Regions from separate parts of the Macaca mulatta genome. Here region 2 is linked to region 1. Evidence: chromatin contacts called from public Hi-C data. All regions are on one chromosome and are shown on one strand. The core of a region is the stretch at or near the end of the contact, and the rest is flanking DNA. Distances in the headings are between cores, read along the strand shown. Region 1 holds the start of MTFP1 (mitochondrial fission process 1). Region 2 holds the start of CASTOR1 (cytosolic arginine sensor for mTORC1 subunit 1).

Evidence for each region. A called contact is a pair of places that touch in the nucleus more often than the background predicts.
Region 2: a Hi-C map of liver shows a contact between it and region 1, with 2.3 times the contacts expected there. The contact joins the promoter of CASTOR1 here to the promoter of MTFP1 in region 1. A contact is called at or near these places in 2 of 14 Hi-C or Micro-C datasets (cortical neurons and liver).

The regions. Positions count from the first base shown.
Region 1 is chr10:21,119,145-21,122,528 of T2T-MMU8v2.0, forward strand. MTFP1 (mitochondrial fission process 1) reads right to left here and starts at 1,652. Exons shown (of 4, transcript XM_015150151.3): 1 at 1,360-1,652; 2 at 461-588; 3 at 1-131. The coding sequence starts at 1,426. SEC14L2 (SEC14 like lipid binding 2) reads right to left here. Exons shown (of 10, transcript XM_077950072.1): 10 at 2,697-3,384.
Region 2 is chr10:21,254,273-21,257,712 of T2T-MMU8v2.0, forward strand. It overlaps CASTOR1 (cytosolic arginine sensor for mTORC1 subunit 1), which reads left to right and starts at 2,173. Exons shown (of 9, transcript XR_013399347.1): 1 at 2,173-2,293; 2 at 2,900-2,970.

The sequences.
Region 1 (3,384 bases), core at 402-2,901:
TAGAGAGAGGCGGCACACACGCGGTTGATGGTGAAGCCCGGAATGGCCACAGAGGCCAGAGCCTGCCATACAAAGGTGTCCACCACAGCCACGGTCACCCTGGCGCTGCGGCCTGCTTCGGGGCTCGGTACCTGGTGGGCGTAGAGACACTTAATCCAGCTGGGGCAGAGGCAGGAAATCTTGCAACAAGGGGCATGAGGCTAGACCTGGGGGGGGGGCAAGTGGCCAGTGGACTTGTCCACACCCAGGAGTGGGGTACAGTCTGCCACATCCAGGTCTGGGAGTGAGAGTGTGGGGGCGGGGGTACACTGTCCTACAAACAGGACTGTCTGTGGACTGCACTAGGCAAGGTTGTAGGCACCGGAGTGTCCCACAGGGACTTTATCACATGCAAGGCTGCGGACTGAACCACACAGGAAGAGAGCTGGGGTGGGGAGTTGGAAAATAGGCTAACACTCACCTCTCCAGCCTTCTTGCCTTTGTCAATGGCATCCGCCAGCACGTAGGAGCTGGCCACGCCATAGCTCAGCCACACCACCGCCGCTGGCACAAGAGAGCGGAAAGCCTCGCCCACCTCATTGGCATAGCCTGGGGGAGGGAACATTTAATTCCTGGGTTCACGAACTGTTCCACAAGGGGGCGCTGGAGCAGGCTGGTTCTCATCCTAGCCAGCTAAGCAGTCCCTGGGTGACCTTAGGCAAGTGACTTTACCTCTCTGAGCCTGCCTTTCCAAGATGTAAACTGGTGCTATGATGCCCACCTCGGACTCAGGCCACTGAGGGCGGGCTGAGCACAGAGTCACCATTACCATTGCTTGTTGGTTAGATTTCCTGGTCTTGGTCCCAGGAGTAACTGCGCTAATGAGGTGACAGGCACCCAGAGGGGCACAGTGATCGAGGGCAGCGCCACTGACTGGACGCTCGCCAAGTGCCAGGCCTTTCTGCGCTTTATCCCATTCCACCCTCGCAACCACCACTCAATGACAGAGGCCCTCGTGTGCATCTGGTTTGTTTTTGGTTTTGTTTTTTGTTTTTTGCCGAGGAGGAAACTGAGGTTCAGACAGAATCAGTGCGTGTCAGGACCTAAATGGGCGTGGAGATCTCAACTCCACAGCCAGCCAGAGCGCATGCCAGAGCTGGCAGCCCGCTCACCTCATGCGAGCTTCCGCCCTGGGCGGCCCACCAGGGTAGTGTGACCTTGGGCAAGTCCCTAGCCCTATCTGAGCCCAGTCTCCGGCCCAAAAGCAGAATGAGAACTAAGAACCTCCCGCCTCCTCTAGGCCCCGGGCCGGCGTCCGGCGACCCCTGCTTCCCCAGTCCAGTGGTGGTGGGGTCGCCGCGCCAGTCGCCCCGCGCTCACCCAGGTATCGCACCCACGTGTCCCGGTAGAGATCGCGCTCTGCGCCCCGCGGCTGCGGCTCTGACATGACTCTCCCGCCACAGCCTAGGCCACTGTAGCCTGTACTGGCTCCACTGCAGTCTCCGCCGCAGGCACTCTGGTCGGCCCGGCCGGGACCCGCCGAAAGTCCCGCGCCGAAGGACAGTTCAAGAAATCTCCGCCAGCAGGGAGCGTCTGCAAATTCCCCCGCGCACCGAAGCCCCTCTCCCAGGCTAGGGTTTTACAGATTGGTTTTCGTCACGCTTTCTCTGAGCGGTTGCCGCTAACCGCCCCCAGGACTGAGTGTAGGTTTTGGAGCCAAAGAGACAGGAGATCAAATCGGGGGATGCTACACTGCAAAGCTGGTGACCTCGGGCAAGAGTCTGCTTCTCCAGCCGCTCTTTATTCATTTGTAAAAACGAGGGAGGGACACAGACTGGGCCCGTTGGCTCACGTCTGTGATCCCAGCACTTTGGGAGGCCGGAGGCGGGAAGATCGCTTGAATCCAAGGGTTCAAGAACAGCCTGGACAACATAGCGAGACCTCGTCTCTACTTAAAAAAAAAAAAAAAAGTAATATTTAAAATGGGGAACACAATAGTGTCCACTCCCTAGGATGCTTCCGAGGAATTAATTATAAGTCACCATTTATTGAGTTTATTGCCAGTCTGGATGTTCGCTAAAGGGCTCTCCATGGCTTACACCTTAAACCCTCCCACCAGCCTGGGACTCCGTTTTACAGGTGAGAAAATGGAGGCACAGAGAAGGTGGGTCATTTTCCCAGAACACACAGCTGCCAAGTGGTGAAATTGGGATTTGAATCCAAACAGTATGGATCCAGATCCCGTGCTCTTAATGTGAGCTCTAAATGAGGCTAGAGGAGTGAACCGTAAGCGCCTGGAAGGTGGGTGCCTGGACTCTGAAGTGCCTTCTCAGCAGGCGCCATGTATAACTAGGAAGCACTCGCATCTAACTGGATCAGTATGTCCCCAGACTGAGCCTCCTGGGGACAGGGTGTTGAACGAATGAACAAATGAATGAATCGGGCAAGGGAGACAGAGTTGGGGTTAGTGATTACAACAGGAGGAAGCCTTCCCCTGGTGGACCTCAGTTTACCCAGGTGAGCAATGTGTATATTTCACTAAGTCTCTGTGACTCCTTGGCGGGTATAATTGAGCGGCGTTGGAGAAAATCCTGGGTTCAAATCCTAGCTGTGCCGCCTACTGGCTGTTAGCCTCCCTGAGCCCCAGTTCCCACGTCTGCAAAAAATAAGAGTAGCCAACATCGACGAGCACTTACTTATACCAAGCTCTTAAGCGCTTTGCACGGCTTATTTCCTTTAATCTTTGCAACAAACCAAAGTATAATAGTAAGCACAGGGTTACCGGGTATTGCGTGATACCCAGTAGGCCTCATTAAGAATTAGTTCTTATTTTCATCAAAGGTAGGGAAAATGAATAACACTGGCTCCCTATTGTGGCCCCCCGCTTTCAGCCCCAGGCGCCTCTGTCTTGTAGGGCTGTATAGGACAGTCTCGTCAGCAGTTACCTCAAGCGGAACTGGGCTTGTAGGTTGGGGAGGGTAGTTCGTCGGAGAAAAGTTGGTGGCGAACTCAGCGGTCCCCAGCCCCTTGAAACACCGGCAATGCTGGCGTGGAATTATTAGACAGTCCCTAAAACCACGTGATCGCTGCTCCTCCGCCGCCCTCTCACTCTCGGCCCACTGCTAGCCCCGCAGGCGCTCGCCCCGACTCACACTTGGCTCGCACGGGCTACGCGGCACGTACTGAGCAGCTGGCGGGGCGGGGCCTCCGCCCTCATTGTGAAGACGATCAGGAGCATTCTTAGTGCCCTGATCAAAGATGGCGGAAGACACCCCACCAACTGGGCCAATCAAAAGGCAAGCTGGACGTGGCCCCTTGAGAAAGCTCACGCTAGAGCCGAAGAGAATTTCTGCGCATGCGCCCAACCTATTGGCGTGAAGCAGCTGCTGGGTCCCTTAGGCCGCC
Region 2 (3,440 bases), core at 923-3,422, 140 kb after region 1:
GGGGCAGGGACTCCTAAGGAGGAGGTTTCAGGGTCTTCCTCCTTCAAGGCCTGGCCTGGATGCTACCTCAGGCTCCAGTAAGTTTCTGAGAGCTCATTCTGGGCTGGGGTCAGGGATGGGGCCCAGGGTGGAGCACCATAAATGTCCTTACAGGCTCAGCCCTCAGGGAGAGGGGCGAAGTGTGGGTCTTTGATAAAATGCCACCTTCAATTTACTGAACACTTGCCAAGTGCCAGGCTGAACTGGTCAAGTAGGCTTGATTAGCCCCATTTTACAGATGAGGAAACATGAGCTGAGCGGGAAAGGAACCACCCAGCCTCAGCCAGATTTGCACCAAGAGCCCCTCACTCAGCTTCCTCTACTGACCAGGGCTGCAGGAGACCTGACTCTGCCCTTGAGGGCCCAGGCAGGCACTGCGGTCACAACCTAATGACTGGTGAGGGCAAGGACAGGGTGTCCCTGGGAGAGGCCCCCCTTCTGCTGAGGAAGCAGCTTTTCCAGTCAAACAATAGCGCTGTTCCTGGCAGATGACCAAGCCGGGCCAGGCCAGGCCAGAACGGGAGGGGGCAGGAGAGGGAGGAGCAGAGCCTCCCTGGGAGCTTTCAGGCTTCGCCTGGGCCTGGAACATCCTGTCCTGGTGCAGCTGGGGATACTGAGGCCTAGGGAGGTGAAGGGTCTCAAGAGACTATCAGGGTAGGCCACCCCACTTCCTGCCTCCTTCCCCTCAGCCCTGTGGTTTCCCACTCTATCTGCACCTGCCATTGATGAGATGGGCTCAGCCTTTGAGAGGCTCCTCCTTCCCCTAGTCCTCCAGGGGATAGGCCAGGATGTGGTGGCTACACAGTGTCCCACAGGAATGTGTCAAGCCCGAGAGTCCAGGGAGGAGGCTTAGCTTGGCTTCCATCTGCCTGTGGTGGGGGCTCCAGAGCAGGCAGAGGGCCTGCTCAGGCCTGCTGGGTCCCAATCAGGCCTGAGGCCTGCTTTAATCTACTTGGTTCAAAGCCTTACATCTGAGGCCTCAGGGTGCTCCCGGCAGACAAGGGTCCCCTGGAGCATTATCGGCCCTGCATGGAGCCAACATGGACATGCTGATGCCTGCTCAGCCTTGGGGTCTTCTTAGACCTGTGGGGGCCTGATAAGATCTGGGGTGTCTGCCAGTGCTGGGGGCCTCCTTGAACCTGAAGCAAGTTTAGATGTGCACAGGCCAGTTAATGGCTGCAGGCTTTGGGGCTCAAGTTTCAGGCTTGAGGTCTGAGTACTCACTGAACCTCAGGTGCATGGGCCTCCCCCACCAAAGTTTGAGCACTGGGCATCACTGGCTCAAGCACTTTTGGGTTTTGTTTGTATCGAGGGACCTCAAGTCTTAGGCCTTGGCCACCTCCAGCCCCCTAACCCAAAGTATGTCGCTCAGGCAGAGGTGGCTAGAATTCTATCTCTGTGTGTCCCTGGCGGGGTGCCTTCTATTTTGAAAGTTGGATGAGAGGAACAAGTGGGGCTACCAGGCCAGGTTTCAACTTGTCAGCCCCCTCGCAAGCGGGGAAGGGTAGGTATCAATCGCAATCTTGTGCTGGCGGCCCTGCCCCCTGCAGCCACCACAGGCAGGAGAGGGAAAGGTGCCCGGCGGCGCTGCAAAGCCGACCTATGCCTCTCATCGCTCCAGGGGTTTGGGGCAGCGTTCTGGTCCCAGTCGAGCTCCAGTTCGTTTCGTGGTCCTTCTGTCTTAAGGACCTCAATCATAAAACCCACGTGTGTGCCAGAAGGACAGAAACGTCCCCTAGCCTCCTGGATGCTCCCACCCGCTGCGCAGCTGGCGTTCCGCGGGAAGGGCGGAGCCCAGGGAGGGGGCGCGTCATGGGCGGGACCTGGAGGAGTCAGACGGGGTGGGGTCTATCCCCGAGCCAGTGCTAAAAAAAGCGGAGGCGTTCGGGGCGGTCTCGGTGTGCTGGAAAGCGGTTCTGGTATTAGGAGGAGGCGTGACCACCCAATAGGCTTCTCTTCCCGCGGGGCGTGGCCGTCAAAGAGCTGGACGCCGCGCCTGGCTGGGCGGGTCAGCCGCGTAGCGGACGGCGTGGACTCGGCCGCGCAGCGGCTCCTTTAAGGCTCGGGCACCACCCCCGCCGCCCCGCCTCCCGCGCGGCCTGGGTCTAGTTCGCGGTGGGGTCGGGTCCGCGCGAGCCGCGATGGAGCTGCACATCCTAGAACACCGGGTGCGGGTGCTGAGCGTCGCCCGTCCGGGTCTCTGGCTCTACACCCACCCGCTCATCAAGCTGCTCTTCCTGCCCCACCGCAGCCGGTGCGCGCCCGGGTTCGGGAGCGCAGATGGGGTCTGGGGGCTCTGCTGTCGCTCCGGGCCAGGGTCGGAGGATTAGGATCGCCGTAAGGCAGGCAGGCAGGCGGGCGGGAGCGGGTGGGGAGGGCTCTCCCGCTCCGGCCGCCATCCGGCCTGGGGGACCACAGCCTATGCGGCCCCGTGAGGCCCCCTCCGAGGGGCAAAGCGCAAACAGCCTGGGATGCGCAATGCTTAACTCAGTGGTGTCAAATGTGGGCATTCCTACCTGATCACTCCGGGGAGCTCCTTCCAGGACACCTCCCTTCAGGTCAGAGGGGCTGGACTAGGGGGTCCAAGGTCCGACGCCCCTAAGGCTGTCGCCGCGGGTGTGAACCTCTCCTCCATCCAGGAGTGGAGGGGTGGAAGGCTCCTGGAGAGGTCGGGAGGCCGGAAAGTAGCCCCCAACCCCGGAGATGGGCCTAACATCCCATTGCCCTGGAAATTAAAGGCCGAGGGGGCAGGAAGGCGCTGGCCCGGGGTCGCGGAGGTGTCTGGGGCAGATGGAGAGACATCCACTCGCAATCCCCAGTTCTCCACACCAAACTGAAGATGCTCCCCACTCCCAACCAGGTGCAAGTTCTTCAGCCTGACGGAGACCCCTGAGGATTACACACTTATGGTGGATGAGGAGGGCTTTAAAGGTGGGGGCTGGTCTGGGGAACGGGAGTACGGGAGGGGCTTGTCGCGCTCCCCTTCTGTAGGGTTCTCACCAGTTGCTGGGATCCATCCCACGACCTTAAGCCTTAAAAGCAGATATGTCAGGGTTCGAATCCTACTCCACCACTCCTTGGCTGTGTGCCCTTGAGCAAATCACTTCCCCTCTCTGAGCTGTTTTCTCTTATGTAAAATGGGTATAGTTCTGGTTCTGAAAAACAGGGTCCCATGAGGGCTTTATAAACTCAAAACCGCTGAAGGGCACTCAGCAGTCTTAGGCCTGCAGGAGGGCCTCTGTTATGATTCCAGGCAAGTGCTGCTGTTAGAAGTCCCTGGGTATGATTTCCTCCTGGTCTTATCTCCCTGGTTTGGGTCACCTCCTCCCCTGCTGGTCTGGGAACTCCAGGAGTCCGAGGGAAGGAATGCAGGAGTAGGCAGCCATCTCAGGGGAGGGTCC